Regions from separate parts of the Mus musculus genome. Here regions 1, 2, 3, 5, 6 and 7 are each linked to region 4. A link is a contact called in public ChIA-PET, HiChIP or PLAC-seq, Micro-C and promoter capture Hi-C data. All regions are on one chromosome and are shown on one strand. Each heading gives the region's core, a stretch centred on a gene start, on an enhancer-like site or on the middle of the called end of the contact. The rest is flanking DNA. Distances are from core to core; before and after follow the strand shown. Region 1 overlaps Abcb4 (ATP-binding cassette, sub-family B (MDR/TAP), member 4). Region 2 overlaps Abcb1b (ATP-binding cassette, sub-family B (MDR/TAP), member 1B). Region 3 holds the start of Abcb4 (ATP-binding cassette, sub-family B (MDR/TAP), member 4). Region 4 holds the start of Dbf4 (DBF4 zinc finger). Region 5 overlaps Adam22 (a disintegrin and metallopeptidase domain 22). Region 6 overlaps Abcb1a (ATP-binding cassette, sub-family B (MDR/TAP), member 1A). Region 7 holds the start of Abcb1b (ATP-binding cassette, sub-family B (MDR/TAP), member 1B).

The links. Promoter capture Hi-C pulls out the DNA fragments that hold promoters and counts their contacts. A called contact is a pair of places that touch in the nucleus more often than the background predicts. ChIA-PET counts read pairs in DNA pulled down with a chosen protein or histone mark. HiChIP or PLAC-seq counts read pairs in DNA pulled down with a chosen protein or histone mark.
Region 1: an H3K4me3 HiChIP or PLAC-seq map of pro-B cells shows a contact between it and region 4, with 4 times the contacts expected there. The contact joins the enhancer-like site here to the promoter of Dbf4 in region 4. A contact is called at or near these places in 7 of 39 promoter capture datasets (the C10 cell line, the HPC-7 cell line, cranial neural crest and 4 more), 5 of 115 datasets of contacts at active chromatin or transcription factors (embryonic stem cells, epiblast stem cells, fetal liver and 2 more) and 3 of 9 other capture datasets (adipose tissue, liver and pancreatic islet).
Region 2: a Micro-C map of embryonic stem cells shows a contact between it and region 4, with 2.1 times the contacts expected there. The contact joins the enhancer-like site here to the promoter of Dbf4 in region 4. A contact is called at or near these places in 12 of 39 promoter capture datasets (the 3T3-L1 cell line, the C10 cell line, the HPC-7 cell line and 6 more), 1 of 15 datasets of contacts at CTCF or cohesin (large pre-B cells), 5 of 484 Hi-C or Micro-C datasets (Th1 cells, embryonic stem cells, natural killer cells and 1 more), 18 of 115 datasets of contacts at active chromatin or transcription factors (the 230-238 cell line, the SCID.adh cell line, T-cell acute lymphoblastic leukemia and 12 more) and 2 of 9 other capture datasets (adipose tissue and liver).
Region 3: a contact with region 4 is called in a promoter capture Hi-C map of hematopoietic stem and progenitor cells. The contact joins the promoter of Abcb4 here to the promoter of Dbf4 in region 4. A contact is called at or near these places in 9 of 39 promoter capture datasets (the 3T3-L1 cell line, the C10 cell line, cranial neural crest and 5 more), 2 of 484 Hi-C or Micro-C datasets (embryonic stem cells and erythroblasts), 9 of 115 datasets of contacts at active chromatin or transcription factors (astrocytes, embryonic stem cells, epiblast stem cells and 4 more) and 3 of 9 other capture datasets (adipose tissue, liver and pancreatic islet).
Region 5: a contact with region 4 is called in an RNA polymerase II ChIA-PET map of memory CD8 T cells, with 7 read pairs. The contact joins the enhancer-like site here to the promoter of Dbf4 in region 4. A contact is called at or near these places in 3 of 39 promoter capture datasets (the HPC-7 cell line, hematopoietic stem and progenitor cells and liver), 2 of 484 Hi-C or Micro-C datasets (nephron progenitors and pre-B cells), 1 of 115 datasets of contacts at active chromatin or transcription factors (memory CD8 T cells) and 1 of 9 other capture datasets (adipose tissue).
Region 6: an HNF4G HiChIP or PLAC-seq map of pancreatic cancer cells shows a contact between it and region 4. The contact joins the enhancer-like site here to the promoter of Dbf4 in region 4. A contact is called at or near these places in 4 of 115 datasets of contacts at active chromatin or transcription factors (bone marrow-derived macrophages, embryonic stem cells, large pre-B cells and 1 more) and 1 of 9 other capture datasets (adipose tissue).
Region 7: a promoter capture Hi-C map of liver shows a contact between it and region 4, with 4 times the contacts expected there. The contact joins the promoter of Abcb1b here to the promoter of Dbf4 in region 4. A contact is called at or near these places in 12 of 39 promoter capture datasets (the 3T3-L1 cell line, 3T3-L1-derived adipocytes, the C10 cell line and 6 more), 3 of 484 Hi-C or Micro-C datasets (LSK cells, embryonic stem cells and reprogramming fibroblasts), 14 of 115 datasets of contacts at active chromatin or transcription factors (the 230-238 cell line, the SCID.adh cell line, bone marrow-derived macrophages and 9 more) and 4 of 9 other capture datasets (adipose tissue, liver, macrophages and 1 more).

Annotation. Positions count from the first base shown.
Region 1 is chr5:8,916,266-8,919,171 of GRCm38.p6, reverse strand. Abcb4 (ATP-binding cassette, sub-family B (MDR/TAP), member 4) reads right to left here. Exons shown (of 28, transcript NM_008830.2): 10 at 400-513. Among named protein-coding and RNA genes, the nearest start is that of Abcb4, 24 kb to the right of the region's middle. Within about 2 kb of position 1,486, at least 47 of the 459 cell types and tissues checked have an H3K27ac peak or open chromatin away from gene starts, as enhancers often do. A contact at or near this core is called in the HPC-7 cell line and pro-B cells, where this site is marked.
Region 2 is chr5:8,847,464-8,850,822 of GRCm38.p6, reverse strand. It overlaps Abcb1b (ATP-binding cassette, sub-family B (MDR/TAP), member 1B), which reads right to left. Exons shown (of 28, transcript NM_011075.2): 23 at 1,171-1,311. Among named protein-coding and RNA genes, the nearest start is that of Abcb4, 45 kb to the left of the region's middle. Within about 2 kb of position 1,437, at least 5 of the 459 cell types and tissues checked have an H3K27ac peak or open chromatin away from gene starts, as enhancers often do. A contact at or near this core is called in embryonic stem cells, where this site is marked.
Region 3 is chr5:8,891,802-8,895,068 of GRCm38.p6, reverse strand. Abcb4 (ATP-binding cassette, sub-family B (MDR/TAP), member 4) reads right to left here and starts at 1,348. Exons shown (of 28, transcript NM_008830.2): 1 at 1,162-1,348; 2 at 905-981. The coding sequence starts at 975.
Region 4 is chr5:8,420,871-8,424,067 of GRCm38.p6, reverse strand. Dbf4 (DBF4 zinc finger) reads left to right here and starts at 1,352. Exons shown (of 12, transcript NM_013726.3): 1 at 1,352-1,601; 2 at 2,675-2,847. The coding sequence starts at 1,556. It overlaps Slc25a40 (solute carrier family 25, member 40), which reads right to left and starts at 1,230. Exons shown (of 12, transcript NM_178766.5): 1 at 1,029-1,230.
Region 5 is chr5:8,073,767-8,076,874 of GRCm38.p6, reverse strand. It overlaps Adam22 (a disintegrin and metallopeptidase domain 22), which reads left to right. Exons shown (of 31, transcript NM_001310440.1): 31 at 1-3,108. Among named protein-coding and RNA genes, the nearest start is that of Sri, 19 kb to the right of the region's middle. Within about 2 kb of position 1,449, at least 24 of the 459 cell types and tissues checked have an H3K27ac peak or open chromatin away from gene starts, as enhancers often do. A contact at or near this core is called in memory CD8 T cells, where this site is marked.
Region 6 is chr5:8,735,641-8,738,540 of GRCm38.p6, reverse strand. Abcb1a (ATP-binding cassette, sub-family B (MDR/TAP), member 1A) reads right to left here. Exons shown (of 30, transcript NM_011076.3): 26 at 770-926. Among named protein-coding and RNA genes, the nearest start is that of Gm31157, 41 kb to the right of the region's middle. Within about 2 kb of position 1,285, at least 24 of the 459 cell types and tissues checked have an H3K27ac peak or open chromatin away from gene starts, as enhancers often do. A contact at or near this core is called in adipose tissue and pancreatic cancer cells, where this site is marked.
Region 7 is chr5:8,796,441-8,799,502 of GRCm38.p6, reverse strand. It overlaps Abcb1b (ATP-binding cassette, sub-family B (MDR/TAP), member 1B), which reads right to left and starts at 1,356. Exons shown (of 28, transcript NM_011075.2): 1 at 1,214-1,356; 2 at 697-767. The coding sequence starts at 761. It overlaps Gm5106 (predicted gene 5106), which reads left to right and starts at 980. Exons shown (of 3, transcript NR_152133.1): 1 at 980-1,559.

The DNA.
Region 1 (2,906 bases), core at 237-2,736, 490 kb before region 4:
CTTTTCATTTTCAATGTAGTCAGTTTAGTTTATTCAATGTAGTTGATTTAAGGTTAGGGAGAAGAGCAAACCTCATAGCAAAGTTCACTGTTAATTTGGTCCTATACACAATTTATCCCCCTGCCCACTCTACTGTATAGAAATTATAATCTGGTCAAACATGCAAAGGAAGTAAACACGGAAAGGAAGCATCTTAACCTACACTCTCGTGATGGACATAAACATCGTGATGGATATAAACAGACTCCAGTGGAGTCAGTGATTTGATATTGCCAAATAAACTTGTAGAGTTTCCTGTTGTTAGAGTGTACCTTACTAAATAACTTAATACACGTGATTCAATACTTGATTATCAATACCACCATGACTCTCTCAGCTTTCAGACAATGAAAGACTTACATTATCAATAATGTCAAAGATCACATAGGCTGCTCCTCTTGCATTAGCGAAAGCATCAATACAGGGGGCAGCCTGCCCCACACTGAAAGCCCCGATGAGGATTGAGAAGAAGACCTGAGTGAAAGAGTTAGGAACAGAATAGCATCATCTGCGTTAGAGCTTGCTTGAAATATACATGAAGGACCGAATTTAGGATTTATTGGACACTTAGTAACTTTTTTCTTACTGAGAAACAATATTTGTACATCTTTATGAAACACATTGTGATAATTAGATACATGTATATAATTAGTGTGATAAGACACCCATCAACTTGCTAAAAATAAAATTGCTTCAGTAAAGAACACATTTTTTTTTTTTTTTTTTTTTGGTTTTTCGAGACAGGGTTTCTCTCTATAGCCCTGGCTGTCCTGTAACTCACTTTGTAGCCCAGCTGGCCTCGAACTCAGAAATCAGCCTGCCTCAGCCTCCCGAAAGAACAAAATTTTAAAAACTAACACAACATTTCATTACTAAATGTGTTTATTTATATTTTATTTCCCTTTGTATGCATCAAAAATAAGCTTTGTTTAGTCTGCCAAACCATTTGTTGCTTTTTTCCCTGATCACAAAGTATTAGTCATAAAGACATTTGACTCCTACTTCATTAGCTCTGAAGCTAATGCCACCAGAAAAAGCATTCCTCCTGTTAAAGTTTCATTCCATTCTTTATCATTTTATCTAACTCTGCAAGGAATTGCACAAAATATTCAATAGGAAACATACAGATTTTGGCCCCATGTGGTTTTCCTTTAAAAAGCTATTATAGATTGATAGATATATGGTCAGATCAACGGAAGTCTAACACTTCCTTTATATTTTAAAAACAGGGTGTCTTCCTGCAGTCCATGATGGTCTGGAACTCATTATAGCCTCTATTCTCCAGCCCAAGCCTCCTGTGCGCTGGGATTAAAGGTATATATTACCATTCCCAGTCACCAGTCAGTTCATCCATTTATAGAACATAAAATTATGATCATTATATTTTGCAGCACACAAAACGACACATTTCACATCTGTCTCATTGGAACATAAACTGATGTATAAATCCAACACAGTTTCAGGAAAACAGATTTATAGCATATATAACTTAAGAAAGATATAGGAGAAGAGAAATTACTCCTTTCTCTCCAAGAACTTTTACATATATCTATGTTCTTTGAAATAACAGTGACATACGTGTTTACAAAACCCAAATCCCTTCCACTATCTATCTCTTATCTCAGGACCAATGAGAAAAAATTCTTAATGGAAGTAGATATTAAGGCATTATTGCAATGAAGTCATAGCTCTTTGTGTAGAAGGCTTGCCAGTTTCCCTTTACCTGTGACACAGACATTATGTACCAGGGCTACAAATGTGGACAAATTCACCATGCAAGGGTAATGGCAAAGGTTAATGCCACCTCCCTTATTTATAAAACGTCGGGAGGAAATGCGGAAGTGAAAACATGTGGTGAGCTGCCACAATGCGCCAGAGAAGAACAGGAAGTCGGGAGACTCTGCTGTTACTGATACCCCCAACCTTCACCAACTTCAGGCCCCTGTAAGCACACTGTGAGATTCAAATTCTCATATGGAGAAAGTCTAAGGACCAAATTATATTTAGAATTTTCATTTTGAAAGAGTCAAGTGCAACTTTTGAAACATGATCAACCCCAACGTGGAAGATGGTCACAAAATGTCACTGGTTTATAGAAAAGATTACCAAAGACCTACGTATTATGACTTAAGTTTCGGAAGAGAAAAACATACATATCTGGGAAATACATATCAAAAAAACCACTACCAAGTATGCATGGATTCTTAGAACGTAAGTAATTTAACTTTTAAAAGTTTTTATTTTAGTCATTAGTATAATTCAAATGCATTACCTTCACAATCATGCTATGAGCGTATCTACATCTTCATATAGCCAGATGATCTAACATGACTTTTCTTTTCTATTTTAAAAAGCTGCATGATGTGTGAATTGAATGCTCTTTTACACAATGACCTATCTATAGTAATAAATGAAACTCTCTTCCACAGTTAAACTCAACAAGAGAACAAGGATAACTCCAATATCTTCTTATTCTAATCATGTTTTCCATTTCATTTCCCTTTGTGTGAATATGTATTTCTCCAGTGGTCAAACCACAAGCTATTATCTTGTCCTCACTCACCATGAGGACTTGACTTGCATATTCTAGAACGCCAACTCTACCCACAGGACGGCAAAGATCAAACCTACAATCACAACTTTTTCTTCCAAAAGGAGAAAGGGGGGAAAGGAGCAGGCAGGGGATAGAGAGCTGGCTCAGGGTCAAGAATGCACACTGGGCTATTATCCACTTATCAGTGAGTACATATCATGTGAGTTGTTTTCTGATTGGGTTACCTCACTCAGGATGATATCCTCCAGATACATCCATTTGCCTAGGAATTTCACAAATTCATTCTTTTTAATAGCCGAGTAGTACTCCATTG
Region 2 (3,359 bases), core at 188-2,687, 430 kb before region 4:
TTAAATGAAATACTGTTCCTGAAATGCATAGCAGTGTGGCTGGATACAAAATAGCCAGTTCTTTCATCTCTCTCTGACTTTTGCAAACACTTCTGTTTAAAAGATGAAGTGTGTTTCCAACCCTTCGAATGTAGGTTTGCTTTGTGACTTATTTCTATTGGCAAGGTGCAGCAGAGTTGCTGTCGTCAGCTAGGTGTCTAAGAGTCTTGTATGCTTAGTAGGTTTCTTCATTTTCATTTCTATGTTCTCTCTCTCTCCCGTCCCCCTCACCTCCTTCCCTCCCTCCTTCTACTACAAGATAAAGCATGCGCAGAGGACACCCCTCACACACTAGCCACCTACCCTGTCCTGTAACACTAACTCAGATCAGTACAACTGACTTATGCACAAAATAAATGTTTTTAATTCTGTGTCACTGAGGCCTCATGGCTGGTTGTGGGAACATATTCTCACAAAGCCTATGAAGTATGTGACGAGCGTCTCCCTACTTAGCATGCCATGCAGCTATTAAGATACATTTGCATTTGTGACGTGGCCTTCACAGCATAGATTGGAAAGGACCTTAGAGATACCAAGTATAGTTGTCATGTTTATGCCTGGACCTTCTCCTAAATTGGCTTGTAGCTCTGCTTTAGTGGGTGCCATGTTTCATTAACTCTATTGCTAAACTATTTCTAAAACAGGGGAAATCTTTGTCTTCCTTTCCCATCATGCCCCAGAACACCATTCAAAGGCCCTTGCTTTTCTCCACATACATCACATTGTGTCAGAGTAACCACTCAAACCAGCATAATGCTGAAGAATATTCCAGAACACTAGGAACCCACCACTTCCTTTTCTTGGGCCTACACACACACACACACACACACACACACACACATATGCTAAAGGAATATACTGCAATTTTTAAAATTACAACTAAAAAAACCACATGATGGTTTTCTCTCCTTATGTAACATTTAAATGTGTGGGACTTTTTTTTTTTTTTTTTTTTTTTTTTTAGAAAGTGGCCACTTTTCATAAGTTTCCTTTGGCGGTTCCTAATTAAATAGATTTTTACATCTAAGATTTTTAAATCTATGAATGGTGTGTCAGCAAATTTCATTGCTTCAAAGACTTGGAATAAATCAATATATCAAATATTTATCTATTTAGAAAATCAATACTTACAACATAACATTTTCAAAAGTCATGAGTTGTTGTGCCACCAAGTAGGCACCGAACCGGAAACAAGCAGCATAAGAAAAATACATCATGGCCTGGGTGAAGGAGAACGTGATCCCAAACACGTGTGCTTTCTTCATCGCATTTCTGGAAAGAAGACAGTGCAGATTCAGTCCATCGCTCAGTCATTCAAGCAGCTTGCTGTGGCTTGTCAGTGAGGCACGCAGGCGTGACAGATACCGTGCACTCCAGTTCTAAGGAACTCAGCTGGATCCCCTTTGGATTAGCTGTGTGAATTTGGGAAACTGCCTCGTCTCTGAGACTCAGTGCTGTCTTCATCTTTAATGTAGGATTACATCTCAGTGGGTTGATGGAAGAGAACTGGCCTGGAACCCTGAGAAGAGCCTGTTTTACATTCCCTTTTCCACACTGTGGGACACACAACACTGGTGATCTGTAGAGTAGGACACCTCCCAACACATCTACCCAGCACACTCAAGCTGTGGGTGACAGGGCAGCGGGCATGTCCTTGATGTGAGGACCTAGGGGAGCTGCATGTGATCAGTGCAGTGGAGGGAGTTCCTGAGGACTGTGCTGTGGGAAGAAAGAAGCACTTGCCTGTCTGGAGCCAGGGAAGGCTCTACAAAGGATTAGCATTCCAGGAATTTCTGAACCACAAGGGTCTTGGGTGTGGAGGTGTAGGCAGAGACAGGGTGGGGACAGGGACAGACTTTTGACCTTCCTACTCCTGTTTAAACACATCACCTTTGTTCATGTCTTTGCCACTTAGAAACTTTTCCCAGAAAGGGGGGCCTGCCATGATTGTGACAAAGGAGCTTGGAGACACTTCATTAAGGTCCAGTTCTTCCCTTGTGTCAGAATGTGGGTTTTTGCCTTCTGAAAATTATGGCTCTCTCTTCACATTTAAAAAGGCACTTTATTTCTATATTACAAAAACACAATTGAGAGACTTTAAACTTCTTTTTAGAAAGGTTTTGGAGGTTTACAACATTAAATAGGCTATAAATCACTGACTGAAAATCTGTTTATCCTCTTTTTTGCTAACATTAAGCTATAGATATTTTTATGTTTATGGATTAAAAAGTTTTGTTTTGATGTTGAGAAGGCTCCAATTTAAAATTGTTATTTTAAATCTAAACCTAAGAGATAAAACATAAAGTCCTAGACTTATAAAAGTTAGTAAATTATTGCAAACTATTAATGATAATTAAGAAATGCAAGTTGGTAGTCAGCCACCTTATAAATGATCATACACTTTAAAGTGTTCAGAAATATATTTGAAGTGATGCTAAGAACGAATGCAATTGATAACAGGAATAAGCCTTTTTGCCTCCTGTATATGTCTTCAAGGTTGAGCCTAGGACGGATAACTAGAAACACACAAAGTTTGTCTATTTAGATAGACAGATGGTCCTCTGACTTTAGAGACTTGCAGAATATGGCATTTTAAAATGTTTAATAAAAAGCTTTTCATGTAGGCATGTCAGCTCCTGACAGCACCCTTAATCTCCTTTCCTCCTCCTCCAAAGATGGACACAGAAGACGCTCCTGACACTTGCTTCAAATGTGTCAAAGCTGGCCACTGGACAGTAGACTCCTGATTGCCTATGGACAGGCAGGACATTGGAAAACTGACTGCCTCATTTTGCCTAGACAAAGATGGGACAGCCTTCCAAAGTTCCTGCTTCATGGAAAAGTCTGCCAAGGCCTGATAGCTAAAGAAAGACGCCCTACCAACTACAGAGGAGCCTAGGGACCAGGTAGCTGGTAGTTCTCTGTTTTTTCAATAGACTTGGAAGCTGCTTGATCTGCACTCCTTGCTGACTCATGTAAAATGTGTCTTCTCAGGTCTCTGAGCGTTTGAAGACTAGACTAGTGAAAGAAGTAACTTTTTACTTTTCCTTTATCTAAAGGAACTCAGTTTACAGTGACTGCTCCCAGTAGTTAACCACCTATGTCTCCCGGTGAATGACTCGATAGGAAAAAGTGTGATGTTTATGTAAGGTCTGAGGTTACAAAGTGTTTGTGGGTAAAGACAAGTTATGAAGGGTTGAGGACATAAAAACTTAAATGGTGATAACAGAGTGGTTCATGGTACATACAAGGAATGAAAATGCTTCTGATTTCTTCCCCTCATTATGCTGCTGTTGTATTAAGACTTCCAGAGTGTTAAA
Region 3 (3,267 bases), core at 99-2,598, 470 kb before region 4:
GATGCCACGGTCCAAAGCAATTAACAGAAGCAATGCTTCAGTTTAAGATTCAGATAGGCATATTTGTCAGTTGGCTAATCAGGCCCCTTGCAGCTTGAGAACCAACTACAGAAGCTGATAAATTTTCTCCCTCTAGAAGACAACTTCATGACACATGTCAGTTTGTTCCGGGTGGCCTAGCATGAACTCAGAGACTGTAATAGCCTCATAAACTATTTGAAGCTGAGGGTAAAAATGATTCACTGTCCCCACAGCGAAAGAGGAAACACGCACACACTTGCCTAGGCCCTTCTGCCTGACAGAAAGCCGTATGTGTGCTTCACTGTGGCTGGGGGAGAACGAGAGTCAGGGAGAAAGACAGACCCACTGGCAGGGGAAGCGTCGAGGTTCACCCTCTTGCAACTGGGGGAAAAAAACTGATTTCGAAGCAGAAGTTAGTGAAGAATGAGGTTGTTCTCCATGTCACCCCCTAGAGAGGAGAAATAGGGCAAACAGTCTACAGATGGGAGAAGGGGAAGACGAGGCAAAGAAGAGAAACACAGGAAGAGGGGGGCCTTGCTTCGCTACCCTTGTTCAGAAGTACAGCCATCAATAGCAGGTGTCTGAAGTTCTACCAACTCGAGTAGCCAGATGATGGCTAAAAAGAGTGAAACGTTTACTTTATAAAAATACAGTGAATGTTACACAACGCCAATATTCATCAAATCACCCGTGTCCAGGGGAGGGGGGCGCTTTTGAAGACAGCCTCTTCTCTCTGAACCTGTTCCAAAAGGAGCCTGGGAGACAGTCCTCAAGAACACTTAAAGACTTCATCCCAAAGGCCGGAGGCATCAACCGGTTCTCACAACTTCTTTTCAGGACTCCGCTATAACGGAAAAGCCAGTGACTCTGCGGTCCTGTATACCTGATGCTGCCTAGTTCAAAGTCGCCGTCCAGGCGCCGTGCTGTTCCGTTTCTCGCTGCCTCAAGATCCATCTCAGCCTGGGGAGAAACCACAGCCTCAGGTCCAAGTGCACCCGGCTCAGCTGCCTGGAGAGGGGGACCTCCAGGCTCCGCGCAGAGCCGGCGCAGAGCCGGGGGCACTGGTGGCAGCCGCTCCCCGGCAGGTCCCACCGCAACTGCCTTCCCTCGGTCCCTTTCTCCCGCCGCGTCCTCCCTCACCTGAACTTCACGCGCGTGTTGGCCGCAGCGGGTGGCGCGCAGACCTGGACTTTGCTCGCCGCGGCTCGTCCCCGCCTCCCACACGCACCCGGCGCCGGCGACGCCTCCCGCTGCGGCGGGGGCGAGGGCCCGGGCCCGCAGGAGAGCTCCCGCAAGCCCCGCAGGCTCTGCAGGCCCCAGCGCCACCAGCGTGTCGCCCTCGCCGCCAGGGGCGCGCGTCTCCGCGGCCGCCCACCCGGGCGAGCTGCCAGCAGCCCGCAACGCAGCACCAGCTGCAGCCGATAAGCCTGCTCGATGCCTCCTCTGGCAGGCTACGGGCCCCTAAAAGTGACTGCCACACCTCCCCCATGCTGAGTTTTCTTTTAGAACACACTGGGGAAGTAATTTCCACCAGTTCAACAACCAGGCGCTCTGAGATCCCAATAGGAAGTTAAGTAGCGAGGTCGCCACTTATGCATCCTCGGCTCGAGTCTATATGGCACCAAATTGCAACTAACACCCCAGATGCTGAAGATTAAGCAGGTCCAGCCCAGAATCGTCAGCTTAAACTCCTTGGAGATGAGGAATATCGCTGGTGTCCCACACGGGGGAGGGCACATAGAGACACAGAACTTGGGGGCTGAAAAGGATTCCCCTATTAAAAGCACACACTTAAAAAATATTATTCATTTTACATCCTGATCTCTGCCCCCTCTCTCGGTACCCGCCTCACACAGTCTCTTCCCCAATCCCCCTTACCCTGTCTTGTCAAGTCTCTGCAGGAATAGGTGAATCCTCTCCCACTGAGACCAGACAAGGCAGCTAGCTTCCAAGCTTCACAATTTGAATTTGATCTCTGCTACAGACATAGTGGAAGGAGACAATGGTCTCTCAAATTGTTCTCTGATTTTCATACATGCATCATGGAACATGTGCACTCCTATACATCAAACCACGTGCAGAAAATAAATAAAATGAGAGAAAAAAGCACGTACTTTTGGTTTGGTTTTCACAAAAGTGAAGACATCGGTGTTCAGAGAAGCTAAGTAACATCTCCATTCCCAACGCTGCATCTTTCAGACTGGCACCGATGCAAAGCCTATTGACTGTGGCTGTTCTGATTTCCTACTCTAATCCCTCCATGCCAAATCGTCTTACTCTTAGGGCCTATGTGAATATGGCTTCCTTGTGAGTTCTCATCGATTTCTCCACTCTTCCCAAAACGAAGGCGCTAAATCAGATAATAAAGCGACACCTTCTGAGCTTCAAGCAAGCAAGTTTCATACTTAAGAGCTTCACAGGTCAGTGTGTGGCTGTGGGCACTGCTTATTTCTCTGGGCTTCAGTTTCTTAAGAGTCTGTCTTCCTTATTAGGTTACTGTGAAAGTACTTAGTGTTGCTTTTAAAACATAGCACCTGTATAATATGTGGCTTGCTTTTCTCCTAGTCCAGTGGCTGAATTTGCGGCTGAGCCTTGTTCTGTGTGGCATTTGCACAATAGCTGTCTAACTGCTTTCCAGACAACCTTAAAGTATGAAGAGTAGAAGAGTTGTCACACAGACCCTGAAGGCAGCTCTGCTCTGCCGTTTACCGGTGCTCTGGCTTTGGATGGGTTATTTAAATCTCAATTCAGTCTCAACATCCATTAAAATAGGGGATCTAGTAAGGTTGGAAACAATGAGTATAAAGTGTCCTCCACACTTACTAAATGACAACTACTGTCATGGTTAAAAGCTTAGAAGAGATGGGCGGGAGAGTAGGGAAGAGCGTGCAGATACATCCAGCTGAGTGTCCTGGGCATCTCCATCTGGCTCTTCACATAGGGGGAGCTGATTGCAACTATGAGATAGACATGAATGTAGTTACATATTTGGGCTCAATTTCCAGTCTACCCCAACCACAAGAAGTTGTCTTGATGGAACAGAAGGCCTTTCCTTCACCAGTTTACCAGGTGTTCAGATTATTATTGTATGGTATCCCGAGGCTAAAGCAACTACGGAGGTGAAAGCAGTTAGAATTGCTAAGTTCAAGAGGGGAGTTTTAGGTAACTGGGGGACATTACAGAATTCAGTAGTGTCTAAGGGATGACATATGCCTGCCAATCTCTAATATAAGACAGCCTGAGGGA
Region 4 (3,197 bases), core at 103-2,602:
ATTAAGATTTGTTCCCAGTCTCTTCCAACTCAGCTTGCTCTCCCTCTCCTCACTCGCACTGCCTCATCCCCTGACTCTCCACTTCATCTCACAAGCTCTACTCCAAGGCATTCCCCCTTCCCTCGTGGCTTTAATTCTACTCTGTATTAGTGCTTCTCAAACATTTGAACCAGTTTACAAACATGGAAATTCTGTTTCCTTTCCGTAGTTTACGCTTTGAAAATTGAATCCTCTCCTCATTTTTAAAAAATGTTTGCTCCTCCTTCTCAAGGTCTGTTAAGCACATGTATATTAATTCAAATTCATCAGTACAATGTCTCAACATATTTCCCTTTCTGGCTCCCTCCTCCGGACATTTCTTGAGATTACAAATTAGCTCCGACTGTCTAAAGCAGTTTAATACAGATAGACAGTTCGATGACTGTCGCTCCAGCCTCCGTCCATAACCTGTTTAAAACAAAATCATTTCTTTTAGCAATGCTAATCCAACTTGATGTTGTCTTTGGCGAATAGTCTCACAATTCACCTGTCTGTGCCTGAATATACTTATTTGTACTGACTGTCTTGAGGGTACTCCATCAAAAATCAATACTATAAGGAGTGTCTATTATAGCCAGGAGTTAAGAAATGCAGAACAGTACAAAGCATAACGTCTGTATGGGTGAGAGCAGAAGTATACTCCAAACAAGTTTTGTGAGGCATTTTCTCATTTACAAAGCAAAATTAAAACAAATCACGTACGCCTGAATTTCGTCTTGACCATAATCCCGTATTCCCGTTTTACAGATGAAAAACCCTGAGACTTCATTTTCCACTCTTTTATTGCTACAAAAAGGACAATTATACACACAGAGAGAAAGAACAGGTCTGTACAGAACAAAGTACCCAAAGGGCTGCGAGAGTCGGATCCGGCGGGTGGACCCCGGCCCCGCCGCCACCGCGGCCACCCGGGACCTTTGCGGCCCGTCTGCAAGGTCGGCGGGAGCCCAGGGCCGGCCCCGCGTCCCACACAGGGTTAACTGGAGTACCTGGTGGCGAGGCGACTGCAAGGCCCGGGTCTCAGCCAGCCTAGCAGGTGATGTCGACCACGAGGTGAAGCCTCCGAGGCTAACCGCGTCCACCGCCCTGGCTGCCCCACACTCCAAGTATGCAGAGCGGAGCCGGAACTCGAGGAGGACGCGGGAGAGCCGGGTCTGAGGCCCCGCGGGCTGGCGCGCCGGGGGCGTGGTCAGCATCCGGGGGCGGGGCCCGCGGGGCGCGAGGCGGGGCAGGTGGAGCCTGCGCGAGGCCGGCCCCGGCGTAGGAAGGGCGGGGAGCGCGTCTGGGCGCCGCGGTCGCGTGACGCGTTTTCAAATCTTTAACCGCCGCGGCTCCCGGGTCTGAGCTACAGCCTCTTCCTGCTCCGAGCCTCCGCGCCGGAACCGGCCCTCAAGCGCGGCCCGGCGCCGAGGCCGAGGCCGGAGCCGGGGCCGGGGAGGCCCTGGGAGCTTTGTGTTCGCGGCCGTTCCATGCGGCCCCCGGTGCGGACCCAGCATGTAGGTGCCTGGTGGCTGCCATGAACCTCGAGACCATGAGGATCCACAGCAAAGCACCTCTCCCGGGTATGGAGCCCCTCCCCCGCCGCGGTCCCTTTAATCGTTTCCTGCCTGGCTGGTTCCACGGAGGGTTCTAGAGAGTCTTCCTGCGGAGGGCCTCTTGCCGCTTTTGCGTTTCTGTGGGTTCTCGGCGCCCGCGAGGCGTTCGGTGTTGGTCTCCGTGAGGGACCGACGCTGGCCGGGCCCCTCATGCTCTCCCCGCCTCGGCCGCGAGCGACCCGGCATTCCCGGGGCTGCAGGCTTCAGACAATGCGCGGGTCCCCGACGGCCCCACGGAGGAGGCGCCCACGCCCATTTGTGACTGTTCCCGTCACTCGTGAGGGAGACGGAGAGGTGTATGTGTGTGTGTTTCAACCTCATAGACAAAAGCAGATTTCAATCTCAATGTTTAATATAAAAAATTTTCATTATAGGGAAAATTCCTAAGAGGTGCATGTGTGTCTAGTAACTAAGTACTAAAGTGCAGGTTGTCTTCGAAAGTTTAAAGAAGATGTTTGATTCTCATCTGCTTTTAAAATAAAAGATGGATGGCATAGTCCTTAGTGGGCTTAGGTTCTTAATATGTAAACAAAGTGCATGAACTCCCTCGTCTAGTTCTTTTAAGTACTAGACAAACTATGAAACCAAAATGCCAGCATTTAGTAACCCCTAAGAATTAGGTTGTTTATTCTAGATGAGTGTGTGTGGCTACCTAGGTAAATAAGCTTTAAATATTTGAAACACCTGTGTTGGGTTTTCACCGACCTGTTAATTACCCACATGACGTTTACACCATGAGAAGGTAAGTTTTCCAGAACAGCTCTATAGAATTCCTGCTTCATACACGGAACAGGAGTAAATAATAACTATTTTCTGCTGATTCAGCTCTTGTTCTCCAGTATAGAGTTTTGTGGAAACCATACAGGACAGTTTGCCTTCATCCTAAGTGGTAATATTAGGGAAAACATTTAGATTCTAATGACTTAATTTGTTATGACTAGTAATGTTTCCTTTCTGCAATAAAGCTGTTGAACATTTTTTGTAAAATAAATTAAAAATTTGTCTGCATAAAATGTTGCCTGATTCTTTTGTAATCACAGGTGGCATCCAAGACAGAAATGAAAAGAATCGACCATCCTTGAAATCCCTGAAGGCTGATAATAGACTGGAAAAATCCAAATATAAGCCCCTTTGGGGAAAAATATTTTACCTTGACTTGCCTTCTATCACCATATGTGAGAAACTACAAAAAGATATAAAGGAACTCGGAGGGGTAAGTGAGAACCGCACACCCACCAGAAGTTGAGAAAAGTAATACTTGGCGTTCTGTAATATAAATTACCAGGGCATTTCATTTTGGAAATTACAGCCATTTAGCAGTAGCAGCTTTGATGAGCTATTGGTTATTAGTGAATCACTTGGGAACTGGGAGTGTAACCCAGTGGTCTAGCACCTGCTGACATGTGAAAGACTTTCTGTGTTCAAGTCCCAACATCAGAAGATAAAGGCTTTTTTTTAAAGCCTTTTGTAGCCTGATAAAATGTCAAGTTTCTGTGATTGGTGGTTTGGTATAAAGAAATGAGGTTCCTATGTCCTAGTAAACCTGCCCTTTCTTTCAAAATA
Region 5 (3,108 bases), core at 200-2,699, 350 kb after region 4:
GTATGCTCAGCTCATGTCTTTTGCAATGGTCCACTCTTCTAAAACGCTCTGAAGGTGTTAGAAAACAAATTTAATCAGGCAAAATTATACAGTGAAAAACATTTTTCCTGACAGGCAAGGATATAGTTTGCTGATGACTCAATAAAGCAGTCTCAGACAAAGGCATAGATGAGTGTTGAACAATATCTCCACATAGCTTAAGGTATGGCAGACAGGTGACAGATGAAAGAGATGTAGCAAACGAAGTGACTTTTGAACAAGAACACTTTAGATGTGCACTGAATGTTTCTTGGTATTGAGTATATAAAGGCTAATGTAATATAAGGTTTATTTTGACTACGGAAGAGAGAGTTTATAGTTTGACTGAGAGGTGCCTCCTGTAAATATGCTTTGTAGTTATAGTTAGTTACCTAAGCCCTAACGTGAAAGAATTCACAAAAGGTTAGCTAGTAAACTCATTATCTGTCTACCTACTGATCTTTCCTTACCTTCTCAATTATTTTTACCTGGGGTTATTATTGAGAATTAAAATCATTATCGCGTGCCTTTTGGGAGAATCAGTTGCTCTGGCTTGTAATCATCTTCAGATGAAATGAGAGGAAAAGGTTTTGCTTAACTTGCAAAGTGATTTTAGAAATATAATAGCTTTAATGTTCTAGTCTGGGTCTCTATCTCTCATGTTTAAGCATTCTTAGAATTGTTTTTGGAATTAACAGACTTTAGTCTTGATGGATAACTTCAAGAAGTATGTATCATTCCACTGAACTCTGTATGACTTCATTCACTGAGGTACACAGAAGAGACTCGTGGAATCAAACCCAAGCACAGTGATTATTTCATTCTTAAATGTCTATTTTGAAGAGGAACTTTGCAGCTCCATGTGGTTTGAATCATGCAACTAGTATTCATACTTCCCAGTGTGCTGTGGGATCATTGCTACAAAGAGGAGGGCAGCGATGTGTTTGTTCATTGGATGCTATTTCTCGTTCTCATAATCTTGGCATCGATAGGGCTTCAGATACCCAGATGCCTGAGATGTCCCATTATGCAGATCATTTCTGTTCCAATGAAAACAGACATTCAAGTCTTTCCACTACATTAGCAGGGGAGGCCTGCAGTAACAGAGGATCCTAAAGAATGAACTGGCCGGACTCACTCTTCCCAGCTACTTTCCTTAGATGGGAAGTCCTCCTCCAGAGTCAGCAAGATAGAAAATGACTCCAGTCGCACAAAGTCTGCAGAGAGAAACCAGTGCTGCTTAGATGGTGCCACATGAAGATTCTTAGTGCTCTGCAGTGGCTGGCTCTGAAGAGCAAAAGCCAGACACCTCAGTCCCTCCCTTAGATGCTAACTGATGAGTAACCACTTTGGTTACTCAAGGAGAGTCACTGGGGACAGGAAAACAGGGCTTAGGATGTTGTTGTAGCAGGTGAGAGGAGTGCTCTATTTCAGGATGTGGTGTGGTTTCTTCTCCTGGCTTCACAAGGCTTTTAAAGTAATGTTTGCACAGGCGGGTCCAATGTAGTCTTTATGCATGAGAGATTGGTGGTAGTCTAAAAGAAGCCACTGTGAAGATAAGATTAAATACTCCCTGCCCTCCAGGGGTGTGCATGGGGGAGTGGGGCTGCTATGCTTTCAAGGACAGATCCACATGCTTCTCTTCTGGGTACCTTGAATCTCTGCTGACTTCATCCTGCCTGTTGCCCTAGGCTTTCTGCAGCTACTTTACCTGTTGCCCTTTTCATGCTTTGTCCCCCTTTTTTGGGGGGGAGGGGGGTACCTTTAATCCAGGAAAAGTGGGATACCTCTGCCTGCGTTTTTTCTTTCAGAGTCAAGTTTGTTCACTTCACTGTGTGAGTTTTCTATTGCCATAGTTCCATCTTAACCTTTGATCTGTACAGTGCTTTAGAGAAGCCCTGCTCTGAAGGCAAGATTACTTTTTAGTCTTACTTAAATGTAAAGGAAAGAAAGGCTGTTTGGTAGCTTGCACCATATAAAGAGAAGGGGACAGAGTTTGGAACTGATGGGAGTAAGGAGAAGCAAGACACCTAGCTGCACAGCCAGGGGTGGTGCAGCTGGCTGCTGCTACTGGCTGCCGTGTTTGGGGCATTCTCTAAAGATCTCAGCAGCAGCAAGTTGGCTTGAGCACTGAGACACCTGGACTCCTGTTGGCAGCACATTTTCTACTTTTTATGTTCCTAATTGTCTCTTTTGTTTGTTTTCTTCTATAGCTATCATCTGCTTCCCTCTCCTCCCCCAAAAGGCAGTCAAATTGAATTTTTCATTCTTATTCCACGAGCTTTATATGACCAGCTGACATTTCTGTGGAAGAGGGCTTAGTTGGGGCCTTGAATACTTAGTTTCCTCTGGTGGGAGAGTTAAGACTACTCTGGCTTCAGAGACAGGGTCCTTTCTCTGGCCACTGGAGAGCTGGGGACTGGGTTCCAGATCCTCCTTTATCGTATTGTAAAGAATTGAGCTGGCATTTGTGAGAACCAGCTGAGGCCACAGCCCATCTGGCTGTGTGAGAGCAGCATGCTGTAAAAGTGGCTTGGCCGTTCGCTGTTGGCACCTGCTTATAGCATATGCTCTGCAGGGCAGACACTTTCAGCTCAAAGACGTTTCCTACCACACCTGCAGGGACAGAACAAAGTTGCCCCGGACTTGGAGAGCAGAAGGTAGTATTTCCATCCCAGTTTTATTCATGGTTTTGCCAGTTCTCAACATGGAGCACCTAAAGTCAGGCAGCAGAAAATGAAAACTTACAAGACGATTGTTGGTTGTACCTCTGCCCTTCAAATTCATGGCCTTATGGGACAGTATCATTTCTGTTGGATTTGATGGCTGCATTTAGAACCTTCCTACTTGCAAAGTTCCGTGTTCAGTATCTGTGCGGCACTTTTCCTCTTGATCAGTGGCATCCCCTATTCGGGGCCTTCTTTGGTTCAAATGAGAATTAGGAATACAGAGTGGTAATGTTAGTTTTCATTTCCTTCTGACATGCTGGTTTGATTGTGCACCATGGAAAGTCGCTAAGACATGGGTCTCAGGGTATAAATCTCAGGAAGTGAATAAGCAAGCGGCACAGAGATTTGAGAGATCCTGGGT
Region 6 (2,900 bases), core at 36-2,535, 310 kb before region 4:
ACAGTCAGCTATTGGATGGATCACAGGGCCCCCAATGGAGGAGCTAGAGAAAGTACCCAAGGAGCTAAAGGGATCTGCAACCCTATAGGTGGAACAACATTATGAACTAACCAGTACCCACCGGAGCTCTTGACTCTAGCTGCATATGTATCAAAAGATGGCCTAGTCGGCCATCACTGGAAAGAGAGGCCCATTGGACTTGCAAACTTTATATGCCTCAGTACATGGGAATGCCAGGGCCAAAAAGTGGGAGTGGGTGGGTAGGGGAGTGGGAGGGGAGGGTATGGGGGACTTTTGGGAGAGCATTGGAAACGTAAATGAGGAAAATACCTAATAAAAAATAATTAAAAAAAAAAAGAAAGAAAACGGTGGATTGGGGTAACCTTTAGCACCAGGTGTGAAAAGTGAGCTCCCGTTATATTAAGCTTCATTTCACATCTCTGGACTTCATTCGAAAGAGATAATGGTTGTGTAGCATGAATTCTTAATACAACATCATTGTACTCTCCTAGACTACAATAGTCAATAGTCATATCTCCCTGTAACTGTTTTATGAAAGTAATATACAGTATTAACATTTATTCAAACCACCTCATCTAGATCAAATCAAGAGTACATGTGTGTGTGTGTGTGTGTGTGTGTGTGTGTGTGTGTGTGTGTGTGTAGAGAGAGAGAGAGAGCATTAAAGCACAACTTTTATTAAATTTCCTCTTCATGTCTTTTCACTGAGAAGTCAGGGATAGATATCCACTGAGGACATCAAACTCACCGGCTTTAGGCCTTGCGTGCTGTAGCTGTCAATCTCGGGGGTTTTCTCAATGATCCTGATGATGTGGGATGCTGACACTGTGGCTTTCGCATAGTCAGGAGCGAATGAACTGACCTGCCCCACTGCCATGGCACCAAAGACAATAGCTGAGAATACTCTGGAAAACAGAAGACAGGTATGCACAGTGTGTGATAGCTACAACGTTAACAATGTGGCACTTCTATAAGAATGGAGTGACTGCAATTATAAAGTGGAAAGATAAAACAAACCCCCTTCCCTCACATTTTTACATAGGCATGGCAGATGATTCGAAATGGCCCCTGTTCGCCTCTTCTGTAATCTTCAACATTTTACAACATGACCTTTGCTTAAACATCCATCTAAGAAGTACAAATTTGTTTTCCACCTTTTGACCACTCAGTGGCCCTGTGAGGTGACTTCATGGACAGGATGTACTGGAAATGACTGTTCCCCGTTCCAAGCCTGTGACTCAGCATATGTTTTGTTCATATTTTTCATCCTGGCCAGTGAGCCTATAGCTCACTGCAAACAACAGAGACCACAGCAGAGATCTACTATGCCCAACCCTGATAAGGAGAAGTGACCCAGAGACTTCAAGCAGAATAAATGGTTATAGTTCCATGTCACTGAAGTTTAGTGGTTGATTATTACATAGCATAACTATAGCGATCAGTAATGCATAGTCGGTGTTGCTGAGATCAATTCTTAGCAATCATGTAAGCCACACAAAGAGAACTTGACTGTTGCTGTTGTTTAATACACAGCTATGATGCCACTTTCAAGAACCTACTGCATTCTTAAACTATGGCATGAGATTAGTTGAGTGTCAGTAACGTTAGAAATATTGGGGTAAAAAATAAGCAAAATGATGTTAAAATCAATATCCCACAGTTCCAGGGGTGTCTTTGGGTATAATCACACAATCCCCCTGTGAAATACATATATTACATGATCTTGAATTAACTTCAACAAAAGAGTAAATTAATGCTTAAATAGAGGAGAAATGGTATATTAGCCTACAGCCAGGCTTATCCAGTTTGAGTTGCAATGCAAAATGTCACAGCATTGACAATACTAAACTATTAGAGGAACGTCTAGCCAGGCTCGTCACCACTTGGAAGCTCAGAAAGTTCTTGTATAATCTTGACCAACAATCTGCATACTTGGTGACATCATAGTGGGATTTCTTTCAGGTTCCTCTTCCCATGACCAAAGTGTAAGTTTCAATGTTCGCAGAAACATAGAGGGGAAAGCCTAATCCAGAGCACCCACTGTCATTTAAAAATCCCTCCATCTTCTGAGGGACTAGGACTCAGTCATATCCCTGACAGGCAAACAAACGAGCAAATGGACCACTGATAAATAGCAGTGGCAAACTTCTGACTTCTTCCTTCCAAAGACAAAAGTCTGGCAGTCTCTCTCCTGACAGCAAACTCCCTTCCAGCTGACCAGAGCAAGCTGGTCAGTGATGCTCAAGGCTGGCCCTGCCATGTTCATGTAAAGCTGTGGGCTTCTGGAATTCTTTGTTTATCCAAGCTGAGTAATTGGAAGTGATGGAAGAACAACTCATGCAAGGGTACACACAACACTGAACAAAACCAAACCAAACCATCGCTGCCACTACCAAAATCACACAGCCCTCTAGGAGAAAGAGGGATTTTAGTTTCTGAGTAACCTTCCCACTTTGTGCGCTCTCTCTCTCTGTCTCTGTCTCTGTCTCTCTCTGTGTGTGTGTGTGTGTGTGTGTGTCTGTGTGCCTGTGTGTATATGTGCTTCTCTACTTTTAATATTTCAGGTTTGGTAGGAGTTTGCACATCACCCATCTCTTAGCTGCCCTGTCAGAAAGCTTTTTAAAGGAGCTGTTTTATTCCTTGCTGAACATAAGACCTTTTTCCAAAGCATGGCTTTCTGGAGACCTCTGAACACGAATCCATCTAGGCACACATTTGGAAGGTCAGACATTCAGAAACCTGCTGAATACGGCACTTAGGATGCTTAAACTTAAGATGCTTAAGAAGACAGAGATTGTCAAATCCTAGCACCGACTCTATCAAGATCTCCACGGAGATACAGACACAACAAGAAAGGACTCCACCTAGATCATGGTATG
Region 7 (3,062 bases), core at 107-2,606, 380 kb before region 4:
CAAGAGTGTCTTTCTGTACTACCCTTTTCAGTGGACTAAAAATGAGTGACTGAAAAAAATCATACTGATGTTTCTTATTCTAATTTCACATTATTAAATGTAAAGTTTACTTTCACTTTGTACTTTCCCTCTTTATACTGAAATCTTGTTTCCGAATACTATTAATATAGCTACTAATTCCTATTATCTTAGTTTACAATTTTCTATATATAATGAACCCACTGAGGTAAGTTTTTAATTACTGGCGACACGCAGTCCACTATGATAAAAATATATTGAGAGTAACTATTTTCTCTTAGCAATTACAGTTTCAATTTTTCTAATTTAAGTATAGGTAAGCAACCTTAAACCATATAACTGTATTGTTCTGTTTCACCTGTTATGCCACATTCTGTGTTTGTATACGTGTTTATCAGAAGATAATGGGCCACAGTGAGCACCCAAGCAGCATAAGGCTCAAGGCATGAGCGATCAACAGCGCTCAAAAAAGCCGAGGTCATAAAACTAAAAAGATGTGAGTAGAGGCTGAATTCACAGAAGCATCCATCTGTCACACACATCTGAAGGACTGCTCCAAGCAGAGGAGTTCCTTCCAAGGGCTGAAATAACGCCCACGCCCACTAATCATTTAAAACAGTGCCGGAGGCTACAAATTGGCCAGAATGTACAAGCACGAACGTGAAATAATTTGGCTACCTCTTTTTGCCCATCTTCGAGAAGTTCTTGTCTGCTCTTCCCTTAAGGTTCTCTTCAAACTCCATCACCACCTGAGGAGAAACCAGTTCATTAGCCAAACACGTGGCCGCGGGGACCAGAACCTAGGCAGAGCTCACTGCCCCACGGAGCCAAGAGAGGAGGAGGAGCCCCGCCCTGATGCTCCTGGGGCCGGGCCTGGGGGTAACTCACCCCGGGGAATCCCGGGAAGCTGTGTCACCCGCGTGGACCGGGTGCTCGGCTCTGGGTCCCGCCACCCCGCCCTGCTGGGTCCCTTCCGCCCTGGCGCGCTCCTCCACCAGCCCGCGGCTGCGAGCTGGGCAGCGAGATCCACAGCACAGGGCTGGCGCGGAAAACACCGTCCTGAAGGCTGCTGCTGCGGGTGCTCTTGGAGCGACTTGTGGCTGTCGCCACTTGGTCCCCACAGACTCAAGAGGACGCTACCACCCGGACCGGACTCAGGCATCCGGAGCACCGCACTCTTCCGAGAACTGCCTACCTCACGTGCCACCTCCGGGTTTCCTTCGCAAAGTCAGCCAAGATGTAGAATTTGGAAGTAGCTCTGAGTTGAGCGGAACCTCAGAAGATGGAAGCAGCGGCCTCAGCCTCTTACGGCTTCAAGAGCCACTGCGGGAAGGAGCCAGAGGGCTTCCTCGGGCCCCGGATTAAAATAGATGCCAGCGGCCGCCCTAAGGCCCGGCAGCCAATCAGCCTGGTGGGTGGGATTGGGCATGGGCAGCTGGAGCGGTTGCGAAACAGGAGATACTTCCAGGCTTACCCTGATTTTTTTGAGAAGGGCGCTGGTTCCCTCAGACATTTACATAGACTTGTCTTTACGTGTTCAGGTAAGTGTCCATACAGAAGTGTATATACCTGGATAGTACACAGTTGGTTCTCTGATGAGTCATACTTAAAAAGACACTTTCCCTGACATAGCTAATCTAATATAATTAATAAAGCAACCAGGGACCTTGCTTATTCTGTAAAGTTTTTTTTTTTTTTCTGACAGCATTGCTTTCTAGGCTGGTAGAAATTTTTCTGTGAAATATATATATATATATATATATATATATATATATATATATATATATATATGGTCTTGGCTTGGATGATAGTCCTATACAATTTCAAGGTAGAAATGATATTTCAAAGTACATAGTATTTTCAACTTCTAACTCTGGAATCAATATCTGTGTTTTTTCCCAGGGCATATCAAGTTCTTAGATGTTCTGGAATTCTGACTGATGCAGATATTTGCGTGTAGCAGGTCTTTTTCTGTCTACTTGTAACTGACTGTGACCTAACTTGCTGGCAACTCAGTGGCTGAGAAATGTCAACCTGAGATAGACAGAGTTCCTTGTCTCAATGACATTGAAGCACTGACCACCTGGGTGGAGACTCCTGTTTCTTCTACCAAGATGTCTGTTTCCACAGATAGCAAGAAGTAGCCACCTTTGTTTTTATTTAACTCATTGTCTATGGGGTGAGCTGGGGTCTCCTTCTTGAACAAGATGGAGATTTTACTTGGTCTTTAAAATTGGCTTTATTAAGGTAAGGACACACCACGAAAGGAGATCTGTGCCTTACCTGCTCCTCGGGGGCTTCAGGGTGAGGACAGAGCAGTTTGTCATCCTAGGGCCCAGACCATCTTTTCCCTGGCTGTTAGTGTGGTTACCTCATGTCTGACTACGAGCCCTGTTACTAGCTCCCAGGCCTGCAGGTTCTTCCGCTCTTCAGCTTCCTTTTAACCCCGGCACCCCTTCTCATCTCAACATGCGTGGGACTTGCAGTTCACCCTTAAAATCTGTGGGGAGCGAGCTCCTTCAGCAGAACTGTTAAATATAGCACTTTAAGGAGTTGTCACTTGTGTTACCAACAGTAATGACAGGAGCAAGGCTCGAAAACAAAGCTATAAGGTAGGTTTATGAGATAGTGTTTAGATTTAGGAATGACAGAGAGTGCAGCTCCCTCACCTAATTCAGCAATGTCAACAGTACAGCCACCTGCCATCCCAGCTTCCAGTGTTCCGGTGATGTACCAACAGGGAGAGAATGCACAGCCGTCCTGAAAGCCCGAACCATGTATTCTGTATCCCCTGAGTGACACATATGCCTCTTCACTTGCTGCCTTTCCAAGATGCCTGACCCATGCCCCTTATGACTAAGGACAGCTTTGAATGCAGCCCAACAAAAAAATTGTAAACCTACTTAAAACATTGTTTAAGATTTTTTTGTGTGTGTGAACATTTTCTGTAAAGCATGAACACTGTAGATAGGAATGCTGGGTCCCAACATCAAAAGGCTAGAAATGCCCAGAAGAAGAAAACTTCATTGTTTGTCAGAAGGTAA